Regions from separate parts of the Mus musculus genome. Here region 1 is linked to region 2. The links are chromatin contacts, called in public ChIA-PET maps. All regions are on one chromosome and are shown on one strand. The core of a region is the stretch at or near the end of the contact, and the rest is flanking DNA. Distances in the headings are between cores, read along the strand shown.

What was found. ChIA-PET counts read pairs in DNA pulled down with a chosen protein or histone mark.
Region 1: a contact with region 2 is called in an RNA polymerase II ChIA-PET map of memory CD8 T cells, with 12 read pairs. The contact joins two enhancer-like sites. A contact is called at or near these places in 2 of 39 promoter capture datasets (frontonasal cranial neural crest and hippocampal neurons) and 3 of 115 datasets of contacts at active chromatin or transcription factors (double positive thymocytes, large pre-B cells and memory CD8 T cells).

The regions. Positions count from the first base shown.
Region 1 is chr11:79,517,319-79,524,379 of GRCm38.p6, forward strand. The region is part of intron 36 of Nf1 (neurofibromin 1); the gene reads left to right. Evi2 (ecotropic viral integration site 2) reads right to left here. Exons shown (of 4, transcript NM_146023.4): 3 at 6,294-6,417. Evi2b (ecotropic viral integration site 2b) reads right to left here and starts at 6,444. Exons shown (of 2, transcript NM_001077496.1): 1 at 6,294-6,444. Within about 2 kb of position 2,788, at least 158 of the 459 cell types and tissues checked have an H3K27ac peak or open chromatin away from gene starts, as enhancers often do. A contact at or near this core is called in memory CD8 T cells, where this site is marked.
Region 2 is chr11:78,673,207-78,680,571 of GRCm38.p6, forward strand. The region is part of intron 1 of Nlk (nemo like kinase); the gene reads right to left. Among named protein-coding and RNA genes, the nearest start is that of Nlk, 21 kb to the right of the region's middle. Within about 2 kb of position 5,700, at least 20 of the 459 cell types and tissues checked have an H3K27ac peak or open chromatin away from gene starts, as enhancers often do. A contact at or near this core is called in memory CD8 T cells, where this site is marked.

The DNA.
Region 1 (7,061 bases), core at 1,538-4,037, 840 kb after region 2:
TCATTTTTCTTTGTTCTAGTTCTGTAAGTGTCCACTCTCACCCTTCTGCTATAACTACCAAACCTGTGCAACCTGAACCTCCTTTGTTCTGAGTCCATTTGTATCATGTCTTAGTGGGCATGTTTTATATATATATATATATATATACACATATATATATATATACACACACACACATATATATACATATATATATGTATGTATATATATATATATATATTTCATAATCAGCAAATTCAGTAGATCTAGTCCCAAGGGGACCTCACACCTCTGGTCTGTATGGCATCACACTCGTGTACACACACTCACACATGAACACATACACAGAATGAAAGTTAAAAATACAATCTAAAAGAAAAAACAAAAACCAAGAAAATCCTAAAGTGATTCAAGTCTCTCTAGCCCAGTTGGTCAAATAAGCAAGCCCATTACTGCTCTCATTCTGATACTGGACAACCACCTTTGCACATCAGACCCTAGTCTAGATTTGATAAATTTAAAAAAATTAAGTTGCTTTCAAGTGTTTTAAACTCTTACGGTAAAAATTAGCAGGTAAAAAGTAATCTCAGCCAGGTGTGGTGGTTCACACCTTTAATCCCAGCAGAGGCAAGTAATCTCTGTGAGTTTGAAGCGAGCCTGGTATGCATAGGGAGTTCCAGTACAGCCAGGGCAACAAAGAGAAACCCTGTCTTGAAAATAATTTGATGTTTCCTCATACTTAGTAGATGAACAGAGGAGTTAACTTGGCAAGGGGGAACTTTGGAAAGGTTTTCCAGAGATATTGAAGCAGATTTAAATCTTAGAATACTATAAAGAGCTAGTTAAACACATCTGTCTCCCAGCTTAGACAGTGTGCACGGGCACCTGGGCAAGGCTCAGCATAGGCTTGACAGCTATCTTTCTGCGGGATGTCATAGATGGTGAAACTTTGAAGGCTTAAGTTCCGAAGTTCCGGCTGATACTGTCCACTTAACTCAGTGTGTGAGGTCACCTATGTGTGTTGTTTTCAGTAGCCTCACGCTCTAAAGTGACATTGTCAGTGCTGAGGATAATGGGCTCTTCTGGACATCCCCAAGCATAGTGTCTCTCTCTGAGAGAGCTGAGCTGTCTCTTAACGTGAAGGAGGGACAAGCTCAGACTGTTAGATACTAGTTTCTGTGTATGATAAGAAATTCATTTTTCCAGGACTCTGAAGATGCAATAGAAGGTTTTGACAGTTTGAGTAGTTTGTATTTCTTTACCCAGTTACCACTAGCATAGTAGAATGATGATGACAAATGACACCCTTCTTGTTCATTCTCTCTCTTGTTTGTTTGTTTGTTTGTTTGTTTTATGTTTTAAGACACTCGCCCAGTTTAGCCCAGGTTGGCCTTGCTAAGATCCATGATTGCTGAGATCACATGCTTGAGCCAGAGGACCTAGACTTACAAGAAAAGATAATGTTTTTTTCTAGTCTGTTTCTTCTTTATATTTTCTCTCTCATGCTTGAAGCCTAAACTGTAAAATAGCTCTCTGAAGCCCCTTGCCTGGTGCAGGTTAGTTACCCTTGAACCATGCATGACCTGGTTGCTACTTCACACAAGGATACACATCTCTGTCTGGAGAAAACCTTACAAACCAAGCTTTAGCTTCCTTGAATACTTCCTAAACACATTAAATTATGCCATTTTGCTGCCTTTAGTGTTTTCTTTTTTTCCCTAATCCTTTTTTCTGCTGACTATATGTCTGAACCTGTCTTCATCTTGTAGACCTCAATTTAAATTCCCCTTCATAAACCCAGTTCTCTGACTGACCACAGGCACAGATAGCTTCCCCTGGGCATCCTCGGCCTGCTGTCCTGCTGGTTTCTTTGGCCCTACTTTGTGGATGTGCCTCATTCCTGCTTCTTCCCACCTGAATGGTTGTTTTTATTATGTTGTTTGCACATTTTCTATTATTATCCCCATTGCCTTAAACGAGATTATTTTAAAAAACAATTCCACAAAGGTAGGAAAAAACAAAGGAAGAAAATACCTCTATAGAGTATGCTATAAATGGGCTAGAGAGATGGCTCAGCCGTTAAAGGGTAGGCTCACAACCAAAAATATAAGAGTATTCGATAAATTTGAGACTTACATACTTATTTCATTTAACCTTCACAGAAGCAAATTAAAATGAGTTGAGCAGCTTGTCTGGGTTGTGGCTGTTAGTGACAGCATGAGGTTGTACCATGTGATTCTAAAGTCTGATTTGTGTCTGTTCTCCCTCCGTTTCAGGTTTTCTAACGTCGATTCTCCATGCCTTTCATTTTAGTTGCTCAGTAAATATTTAATCTGCGCTGGCCTCTTGGTTCTTTACTGTCTCACTTTGACTTTCTGTTAAGCCTTCTACCATAATACAAAGAAAACTTAGTTAAATTCTGTGTTTTATCCATCTTTTAAGGTTTTTTTAGGGAAACATTGAAATTTTTGGCGTGGATATGAGGGTCTGACTCATCTCTAGATGGTCATCATTCCTATCGTTCCACACAGTAATTTTATAGGTTACTTACCCAAAAAGCTTTGGTTAGAAAATGGTGTTCAAAGTTTTCTTTTGTAAATGTTTTTAGAAAATGCTTTCCAAAGCAACAGAAGATATAGAATTGTCTCCAACTAAAAATGTTTCCTCTTTTGTGACTTTGCTTAAAATAAAGAAACCATATGGTTCCTCTTTTTAGTTAGCTGAAAAAGGAAACAGAGAAGGAACCAGCTAACACAGGAACCGAATTATAAAACCCAGTGTGGTTTGTAAGATCAGCTTTGATTGGTTCATCACCTCTGATGTCAGTAGGAAGCTAGAGGCTTCAGGGTGATGCTTCCACTTGTCAGCAGTAGTAAAAGCAAAACCCACTTTTAAAATAGCATCCAACATTCCCCTGCTCATCATTTCTGTCATGTACCCTCCTAGGATCTGCCACAGGAGAGTACTAGAACCTCTTAGAATCTCACTCTAGCAGCTCTGCATACTCTAGAGAAGCATCAAGACAAAAAGAAGACATTTTGGATTTAATAATTTTGGGGGACAGGAAGCCTGACTCTTTTCAGATTTAATGAAGCTGTTTCTGTTACTGTAACATGCAAGCTTATTCAACATACTTGCCAACTTTGTAACTTGTACATTCCTAAATGGACACTGTTTCTGCAGAGAAAGATGATGGTCAGCTGATTTGGGGCAGGGGATAAAAAGGGGATTAAAATTTAGAATAGAAAGAATGGGAATAAGTATTTTTTTTCTTTTATAAAAAGGAGCACTAACAAGAAATTATAAAAAAAAAAGGTTTAGGATGCACTAGATATGTGGGAAAGGATCAGTTGATTAGAAAAGATATTGAAGAAAAAGAAATAATTGGAAATGGTAGTTGCTTATTAACTATCAGGAAGTTACTAAAGAAGACTGAAGTAGGTCAAATGCAGTTAGAGATGGGGGTGGGGGTGCTGGGGACTTAGCTCAGTGGTAGAGCTCTTGCTCTTGAGAGAGAAAATGAATGAATGGACATAGGTAAAGAGGATTGTTGAGAATTGTCATTTCCTGTCATTGGCCTGTATGTGGGAACAAGAATTAACAAAGAGCTGACCATCCAGGACAGAGGCTACATGACCAGTCCTCAATCCAGGCTCCATTCAGCTTCCCCTACCCTCACTGCCCTGCCACAACCCAGAGGTAACCCTGACAACCACAGAGACCTAGGAACAGTCTATGTAGGACCTTTCTTAGAAAGCCTTTACTCTCCTGCTCAGGGAAAGCTAGATTTCTCAACCTTATTATAGCAATACTTCTCTCTATTTAAATTCTGAGGTTTAAATCTGCATTTTGGTTCTTTGTTTTTTTTTTTGTTTGTTTGTTTGTTTTTGTTTTTTGTTTTTTTAAAGGGAAAATGTACATATTTTTAGTGACTTCGTATGCACCGAGACAATGAGATCGGAACTCATGGTGGCCTGTCGCATACTGCCAGGGCTACAGTGATTGCCTGCCATGCACATGGCCCTGAGTTTGGTCCCCATTACCACAAAATTACCTAAGAAAAATTAATGCTGTTCAATTGGCTATCATAAGAAATACATATCATTTTAATAAGGAATTGATGAACTTAGGAAAACATTCCTTAGGGAAAAAAGGTAAGTGTAGATAGTTATGTCAGAGTTTGTCTTTGAACTGTGCATGGTGTCTTAGGCCTTTAATTCCAGCACTGGAAGTAGAGGTAAATGGATCTCTGTGAATTTGAGGCCAGCCTGGTCTACTTAAGGAGGCCCAAACCAGCCAAGGCTAGATAGTGATAACCTGTCTCAAATAAACAAACAAAATTAGATCTTTCAGTTATTTTGATATAAGAAAAATAAGTATAGCTGGGTGTGGAAGCTTATACCTCCATTTCTGGAGGCAGAGGCAGGGAGGTCTTAGAGTTAGAGGCCAACCAGGTCTGCTTGTGGGTTCCAGGCTAACCAAGGTTATATTGTAGGGAGACCCTGTCCCCAAAAACCAAAATCAAAAGCAACAAGTAAATTATAGTACACATATAAGAGGTAGGCACATAGTACTAGTGCTGTCTCTAAACTAGTGAGATTTTAAAACCATAGTAGGAAGAAACCAGAAAAGGAAATCAATCTCAAATTACAAGTAGTATTTTATGGCCATTTTTTATCAGTAAAAATAGCTACCATTGCTGAACACCAGAAAATTCCTGAGTAATAAGATTTATTTGCATGACCTAGGTGGTTGTATTTTCATCTTCCAAGTTTTAAAAAAAAAAGAAAGAGAGAGAGAGAGAACTTGGTTAACTTGACAAGCTGTCACAGCCCTAGTGGTGGCACAGTATGAAACCATGCTGCCCTGAGCCTTGGACTTCTGCTACATGCTGGAGCCTTTGTAGAATTATGAACAAGAAAGGCAGAGGAGAGGCAGAGAGGCAGAGGCCTAGGCAGAGCCAGGCAGATCTCTCTGTGAGTTCAAGGCCAGCCTGATTACAGAGTTCCAGGACTTTAATTAATTAATTAAACCAGGATGCTATAAAGAAAAGTTATGTTGATAAAGTGTTAAAATAGGACCTAACCCACTTCCAAATTATTTTTCTTTGGGATTGCAGGTCTTTGGAAGCTCAGTGCATTTTTATTTATTTTATGTAATTGTTCCATTTAGTCACAAGGCAAGTATCTTTTGTATATACCAACAAGTTTTTACAAAACGTTCTTTCTGTGAATGTTTCTTTCTGTTCATATTCTTCACTAACAGGTCAGCTCAGAGTATGTGGCATAAGCACACATGTGAATATGCACATACCCACTTTATCATAATATTTTTTCCTTATGGAACTTTTACCTTATTTTTTTTTTTTTTTTTTGGTTTTTTCGAGACAGGGTTTTTCTGTATAGCTCTGACTGTCCTGGAACTCACTTTGTAGACCAGGCTGGCCTCGAACTCAGAAATCCACCTGCCTCTGCCTCCTGAGTGCTGGGATTAAAGGCATGCGCCACCATGTCCGGCCTTATGGAACTTTTAAAATGACATAATATATGTCATAATTATTACTTAAATATAAAATTTATTTTATACAAAAATGACATCTAATTTAATTTCTCTTTAAGTTAAAACGAAGGTGACCATTGATGGTTTATAAACTAAAGTGTTAGACAAAAATAATTTATGCCAGTAATGGTAGTGAATGCTTTTAATCCTAGTAACTTGTGTGTTGGAGACAGAAAGATCTGAGTTAGAAGCCGGCCTGGGCTGCATGTAAAAGCACTGACTTTTTTTTTTTTTTTCTTTCTAAATAGTGGGGAAAATACTGATGAGATAATCTAAATCTATAGGAATAGACAGTCTGTGTAGAAAGTAACTTAGACTCTGTCCCCTCTCTGTTTACAATGCCAGGCCAAACCCCAGGCCTTATACATGTGGGGCAGGCTCTGCCCCAGCTTGAGAATTTTTTAAACAATATTTTAGAGATTGTAAATTTAGTCAAAGCCTGTAGAATTTAATTTTATTTTTAACTCTTGCCTTACTTAAAATTATTAAAGTGATTTAACAAATATTTTGACTGAGTAAACTTCAAAGGGCTGATAATATTAAAATCTTGATAAAAATCTTTCAGACAGTATCAACCCTGAGTATAAATTTATAAAATTCTGCACAGCAGGACCACAGAAACTTTCTGTAGACATCTTTAAACTGTTGAGAGCTGAATTCAACTAAGTATGAAACACTAATACTGTTTTAGTTTTTAAAATAAATAAGCAAAACTGAAATCAGAAATCAGAGGGCCTGTGTCCAGGTGTGCTTACCTGTGAACTTCTTTCGCAGAATGTAAATTCTTGTTCTAACAGGACATGTTGGTGATTTGGCTGAGAGAGCAAAGGGGTGTTTCAGTGCGGATTAACGGTGGTCTCCAGCGCACTGAGACGGCTTCTGTGCAGCAGAGGAAGTTTATCAGTAGCCGTTACAGGAAGTGCAATATGCCACAGAATGACTAAGAGTTTGCTCCTTCACCAGAGCGTATTTTGAAACACAATCTATATAACTTTAAGTGCTTGTAGCTGATGTTTGTAACTGATCCCTGACTCTCCAGGCATGGGGATCCATAATCTAAAAATTTAGGACGGAGTCTTGCCTGAGAAATTATCTATTCTGAGGTAAATTCTGAGGGATATTTCTTATTAGAAGAAATGAATGTTGTGTAGGTCTCAGGCAAGTCAGTGCCTTCTCACTCACCATTTCCTCCTCTAAAAACCTACTGTTTTGGAACATTGTGAGCACTGGGTAAGATGACACCTCCCATGGCAGGTGAGCCGTGCATGTGAGTGTTACTCCTTCATCGGTAGCTTAAATTGACTCCATGAGGATAACTGAATTATTCTGTGTCTGCCACCCAACTTCATCTTTGATTGCAGAAAATGGGAGCAACTGTCTGAAGTCATTTCCAATCAGGTCTGTTTTACCCTTGAAGAAGACAAGCAGAGCCTGGCATAATGATGCATGCCTGTAATCTCAGCATTTTAGAGGCAGAGCAGGAGGCTCTCTGGTGTGTTGGAGATCATCACACACAGTGACTT
Region 2 (7,365 bases), core at 4,450-6,949:
ATACTTAGCATTTCTCTGTACTGTCTCTGAATCCTATGCTCTTTGCATGTTCTATAAGTGACTTTGTTCTTCTATCTTGTGTCATGTCTTCAGTTTCAACCTTTTCCTCTCCAGGGTACTTCCTTTTAGCCTGTAAATTGACCTAAGGCTTATCACTCAATTCAACCCTCATCTTCTAGAGTACTAACCTAGCTTCTTTCTTTCCCTTTATATACACTTCCTGGAAAAAATAGTAGTATCCTCAGCAGTACATATATATATACATATATATATATATGTAATGTTTACAATTTATTTACAAACATTCAGGTGTTGTGTCAGGAAAGTCTCTTTGTCCTCACACAGTAAGACAATCAACCATTTCTATAAATGCCATACAGTTCAAACTGGTCTAACAAATGGCCAGTAACTTGTTATCCAGCAGTTAGAGGTTCCCATTCGAGCCTTTAGTCCTTATGATCTACGTTACATTGTTACATGAATGTATCAGCACTGACAGTTTCTTTTCACTGCATTTTGTACACTGTAACTTGACATCTCTTCACCACATTAAGGTTTTTACAGTTTGAGGTTTTGTTGTTTTGTGACAGGGGCTCTTAGTGCAGCTCTAGCTGGTCTGGGACTCACTACACAGACCAGGTTGGCCTCAAAATCACAGAGAACCACCTACCTGCCTTTGCCTCTAGAGTGCTGAGATTAAAGATGTGCCACCACACACAGCTAGTTTGGCTTTTACAAATAAAGTTGTGGGTCGGGTGTGGTGGCACACACCTTTAATCCCAGCACTTGGGAGGCAGAGACAGACAGATTTCTGATTTCGAGGCCAGCCTGGTCTACAGAGTGAGTCCCAGGACAGCCAGAGCTACATAGAGAAACCCTGTCTCGAAAAAACAAAAAAAAAATAAAAAAATAAAAAAAAATAAAAAAAAAAAAACACAAAAAACAAAGTTGTGGCAAACACTTATACATATATATTTTGCATCTTATATAGACAACAAATTTCATTTCTCTTGGGTTAGTATTTAGTAGGGTAATAGCCATGCTATATATAAGTTTATAAGAAAATGGCAAACTGTTTTTAAAGATGATTATAATTTTATTCACACGTACAGAAAAGTACAAGTTTGATCAAGTATCTGGTAATGGCTATGGTTTTTCTCTTTAATTATTGCTACTTTAATTGATATGTAGTACTGTTTCATTTCATGTTTCTGCCCCTCATCACTGAAGATGTTGAATACCTTTTCAAGTGCTTCTCAGTCATATTTCTATTATTTTTTCAGTAAGAAATTCTATTGAAGCCCTTGCCCACTTTTAAGGTTTGTTTCCATTGTTTTCCTGTGCAGAGTGCTGGGGAGCTAGCCAATTGCCTTGCACATGCTAGGCAGGTCTCTGCTTCTGACTGAGCTATGATCCTAGCTCAGCCCTAGGTTTTGAGTGCTCATTATGATATTCTAGACATAAGTGATCTTTTAAATGTGAGGTATCCAAATATTTTCTTCTATACTGTAATTCTTTAAAATTTTCTATGTCCCACCTGTGGCCTATGGGCCATATGCCAACTCAGCTATGAATGTAGCTCATCACAAAATCATAAACATCATTAACAGATTGTTTTTTTTTCTGAAATTCATGAGGATAGGGGACATATGTATGTGTACCAAGATACCCATAGAGGCCAGAAGAATGTCAGACTTCCTGGAACTGGAGTTGCAAGTGTTTGCAAGCTACCTGATTTGGATGCTGGGTCCTTCCTTATGGAAGAACAAGTGCTCTAAACTACCAGGCCCCACTTTTTGCAATTAAGAAGTTTCGATTGTGTGGTTCTCAAGTAAGCTTTGTAGATGACAATGTCATGCTGTAACATCAAAAGGTTGGATCAAAAGATGTCTGCATCCTTTCATCATTAAAGTTTCACTGAGGTGTCATTCCCTTAATCAAGCCTTATTAAAAAAAAATTCACCATACAACTAGCAAGATACCTTGCATCATAATGTTGGAACATGTCCTTTTAGAATTGTGCAAACTGAAGCCCTAGGCATCTTATCCATGTCTTTTCATGGTAAGAAGCCTGTGCATATCTCTGTATTTTTTTGTGTGCCATTCATATACAGGCAAGCGCTCTATAACTGAGCTACTCCCCCAGTACTGTTATAATATTCAAGTACTTGTTTCTTCCAGGTAAGAACAATGCCAGGAAAGCCTTGCTGGCCTCATCCACAAGGCTAGTTACCACAATTACTCATTTTTTCTCCATAAAACCAGGGTGAGATGTGCTCATAAATAATAATACAAACAGGTAATATCTTGATGTTTACAATGAATAAAATATTTTACTGTGAATAAAATAATGTAGCATTTTTATGATCATTAGTACACTGAATTTTCACAAAAACCAATGGTAAATACCATTGCAGTCTCTGTTCTATAGATGAGGAAACGTAGATACAATGTAGTAAAGCCAATTTACCTAAAAATTACACCATCAGTAAGCAGCAAAATGTGAAATCTATACACTCTCCCAAGAACTTAAAATAACTTCTTTCATGCCTGCCTTCCTTGTACAAAATTATATACAACATATTAATTTTATTCCCAGTTTACCTTCAATGTTCATAGCCTAGTACAGGTCTACGACAATATGTCCCCTAATCTAAAAATGACACCAAGCACAAACAACTCCTCCCATTACATTTCTATCTGATGATTTCTGCCTCAGTCTTACACCACTCTGAATAACTGTCATCGACTATGTTTACAGCCAGCCATCTTTCTTGACTCCCAATAAAAATCTGATAAGCTTTCTAAGTTATTATCCAAAATTACCAATAAAATGTTACACACTCCTACAGTTTTGTTTGAAATTTTGTTTTTGACATCTTAAATCCGGACATTCACCAAATCATTTAACTGAAATTATAGCTGTTTAAGCTACTTAAAGGGCTAACAGAACAGACCTGTTGTGTTAGTAGGGCTTTCCATAAACATTACTTTACTCAAACTTTTCTCAAGGCTTGTCATTTTCAACAAGTAAGTAAACACCGTTTCCCCATTTCATTCTACCTTTTTAGCTAAAGTACACTTCTCAGGGTTCTCATTTGGTCTTAATTCCTTTCTGCTAATCCTCATTTGTCATAAAAATCCCAAGAATGAGAAATGGGATGTTCCCCCTCTACTAAGTGAACTTCTATGAGGACAAAGAGGTAAAACTTCCTTAAGTTTGACTCTACAAACACCACCTTTGGGATGGGAATTGGGAGCTTTATTAATATAGAAGACAAACATAAGCAACATAAAAGGGCTTTTAGATTGTAATACAATCTTCTCTTTAGGAAGTCATTTCAGCAAATACTTTTTAGCAAACAAATGACAGGAAGGACTGACTATATCTACACTCTGTTCCCACCAGTCCTGGATACTTCTGTTTGACTAGACTCAGGCTTGGAAGCAAACGATGGCAGCAAGAACTACGTATGCATGTTTGCATTCTGTTCCTTGTCCTTTTTGTTGGCTCCCATCACTGTCTTGGCTAAAAGTCTAGGGTATTCTGCAGCCTCTTCATGGTTGTTCTTAGCATGTTGCTGCTTTGGACCAAGACACAATGTTTATGTTACGGGTCACAGAGTAACAAGAGGTGAGGCTTGGATGCTTTGGTTCTGGGTTTCTTATCTTTTAAAAGGAATTAACAGATTGTTAGACATTTTGTCTAGAAAAACTGAAAAGTTGCAGGTCTTGCAAGCTCTTTTCAGTCATTGTCTTAGGGTTACTACTGCTATAATAAAACACCAAAAGCAATTTGGGAAGGTAAGGGTTTATTCCATATACCAATTCATCATCAAAAGCAATATGAGGACAGGAACTCAAGCAGGGAAGGAACCTAGAGGCAGGATCTGATGCACAGGCCATGATGTGATGCCCAGGCCATGATGGAGTGTTCCTTACTGACTTGCTCAACCTGCTTCCTCATAGAGCCCAGGACCACCAGGCCAAGGATGGCACAATCAACAATTTGTTGGGCCCTCCATATCAATCACTAATTTAAATGCCGTACAGCCAGTTCTTATGCAGGCATTTTCTCAGTTGAAGTTCTCCTCTCTCGGATGACTCTAGCTTGTATCAAGTTGACATAAAAGTAGCCAGCACAGTCACAGATGAAGCACAGTAGTTATCTGTAAATCCAGGAAAATGCTCTCCTTTTTAGTAGCAGTCAAGTTGAGATCGCTCAGATTAGCATCTGCTACGAAACACCAGTTCTCTTGGTCTCTCCAGTTCTCCTTGGTCTATTCCAGGAGCGTCTCGTACTTAATGGCAGATGGACCTGGCCAAGACAGCTTGCTTCATGGAAAAACTGTTGTTTCTGTCACTGATGCAAACCACAGTCTTCACCCTGAGCTTCACCAGCAACCTGTGACCCGACTCTTCACATAAAATGTATTACGTTCATGTTCCCGGTCCACTCCAGTGAGCTTCTGATACCCAGTGTGTCGGAAGTCTTGGGTGCTTCTTTTTAGAAATATAGTTGGGTTTCCCTGTGCTAGTTTTAACTTAGGGCTCTTACTTTAAAAAGACAAAAAAAAAAAAAACAAAACAAAAAAACAAGCACACACAAAACCACTTCCAGGAAGGGAAGAAGAAATAAGGCTTTACCTTCATGTAGCTGATCACCTAAGAGGCACCAGGAGAAAAAGTTCAAGTTTAATTTAAAAAAACAAAAACAAAAAAACCAAAAAACTTTATTTAGTAAAGAATGGTGGGAAATGTGCAAATACCATGCAATGGAGGACACCACAAAATTTAGCTAGAAGAATAATCGTAGGTATGCTTCAAAGGAGTATTTTTGTCCACTTGCAATCTTTGAGGTAAGGTCTCACTATGCAGCCTAGGCCAGCCTCAAGCTCACGGTTCTTGGGCCTCAGCACAGAAATGACGGGATTACAAGAATGGGCCATCACATTTGGCTCACAAAGAGACACATATTTAGCCCAGTTCAACCTCTCCTCTTGAACAGCTTAAATAGAGCACTCTATTTAATATGACATATTTAGATCCCTTTATTTTTTCTAAATTTAAAATTATTAGTGTGATATGAATGTATTAATGTGGCAGTCAGGGGACTACTTTTGGGTGGCGATTCTGTTTCCACTACAAGTTTCAGTGATCAAATTCAGATTGTCAGGCTTATGGGGCAGGGCATTTACCCACTACACAGATTCTATATAAACCCTGAACCATCTGTTTCCTCAAAGATTCATTAAAATGTTGACACAGAATAAAGTAAACCCATTTCAATCCTTTATACCTTTGTTAATTAGAAAATAACAAAAAGTTATCACGTTGCAGACAGTCTATTTCTACTTTCCTCAGAGCCACTTGGAAGTAAAGTAAACTTAATCTTTATAATTTACACAAAGCCCTCAACTAAGTAAAATTAAACAACACAGTTTAGGATACTGTGGTGGACTCATATGAACAGAACTATTCTACAAATGGATGGTCACAAAGGTTGCACAACTGTTTTCTCAAATACTGTATTGAATTCAGTACTAAGTGGAAGAAGTCTGAGAATAAGTCATCCCTCAGTCAAAGTGCTTTTGAAGAAAAAAATATCAAAAGACTAAGAAAACAAGCCACAGACAGGAAGAGTGTGTTTGCAATCATGTATCTCATAAGGACTAGCCTCTAAAACACATAAGGAACAAGCAGGGCTTACCCTAGCCTTCAGATTCTTCTAAACACTCCTGTGGGCTACTGAGCGCCATCTATCCAAGGTGCTCAGGAGCAAAAAGCCACCATTGATGTCTCAGTTCATAAAACGGAAATAAGGAAATAAAAAAGCCAAGCTGAGAACTAAGCTCTCTCCTATGCAAGCATCAGTGTTTGGAGTCTTTGATGTCAGTGTGACAGCTTCTGTTTACTACCATGAGATCCAGCACTGCATTGAAGCTGCTATTTTCCCTAACAATTCAATAAGATTCTTTATGTAGATCATAGAAAACATTTAAGTAAGGGAAGAGACTTCCTTTTCGAAATAAAAGGATGATCTTAGAAACACAGTTGGACCACCCTGTACTATTTTTAGATTAGGGCTCTTACTTTAAAAAGACAAAAATCAAACAAACACAAAACCACTCCCACAGAGGCTGTCTAAACACCGATAAGTGTCCCCTTATAGAAAGCCTTCCACTGCGTAAAGAAGCAGGAAACCTGAAGTAAATAACAGCACTCTTTTCCGAGAACCACCATCCCATACCAACTTGCATTAAAAACTTTCAAATAAACAACAAACAACAAGCATCCTGCTCTGAGGAAGCCAACAATGTCAGAGCCATTGTCAAGCATCCCTGTCAGTGGAGCTGTGGGTAGAGAGTGTGCTTATGGTGGTTATCAACATTTAGTTTTCATTAGCACTGAAAAAGAAAAAGGGAGCAAAGATTAGCTTTTATGTGTCTTCAAGAGTGACCATCTACATTAAAAGAAAAAAATGGAAATTATAAGAGCTAGATTCTTGGGAGCTTTATTCTGGTTTTTGTGTGCTTGTGTTTTCTAAACCAGTGGCATCTTACTCTGAAGCACAGGCTAGCCTTCAACTTAGAGCAGTCTTCTCACTTCAGTTTCCTCTGTGCTGGGATTACAGGCAAGAGGTACCACACTCCACCTAAAAACTAGTTATTTAAAGCTTACCCACCTACAGAGACAGCTAACATATACTATAACCAGCTCACCCAGTTAAATAGTCTAGTGTCCAATGCTCATCTTTCCTGATGTGGAATTTTAGGTGATTTAACTGGAGATACTGATATATTCTGCATCAAATAAACCAGTAACTATGGCCTATCAGAGTCATTTTGATTTCAACAAACACACAGGCCTTGTTCTAGGCATTTACAAAACTCTGTATATAACTGTGTTGGTGACAGAAAACCCCTTTTACAACTAAACCAAAAGATTTCATGGTTAAAGTCTTGCTGCCAGTTCATTTCTGGTAAAGCTGGTATAGCATGTGGTCCAGAGCAGGCACAGCTGCCCTTTCATACACACAGTTGTAGTTTAACCTACAGAATGATGACTTTAGTCATTCCTAATCACTAATGTTTTAGACTGGAAAAGTTACTTCTTAGGGCTTTGTACTATAGAAATAACCACAACCCTTTGAGAAACAATGGCTCATTTATTGAAAATGAGTTTAACAAAGGAATTATTTGGTACTGCAAAAACTACACAGCAGTGAGTTGGGTGACACAAATCACATCAGCAGCAGCTCATGTGACTACATTAGGGTAATTTGCTTCAAAATTTTAAAACTTACGGTAATTTAAAATTTAGCTTTGACCAAGTCTGGCGGTGGTTGCACATGCCTTTACTCCC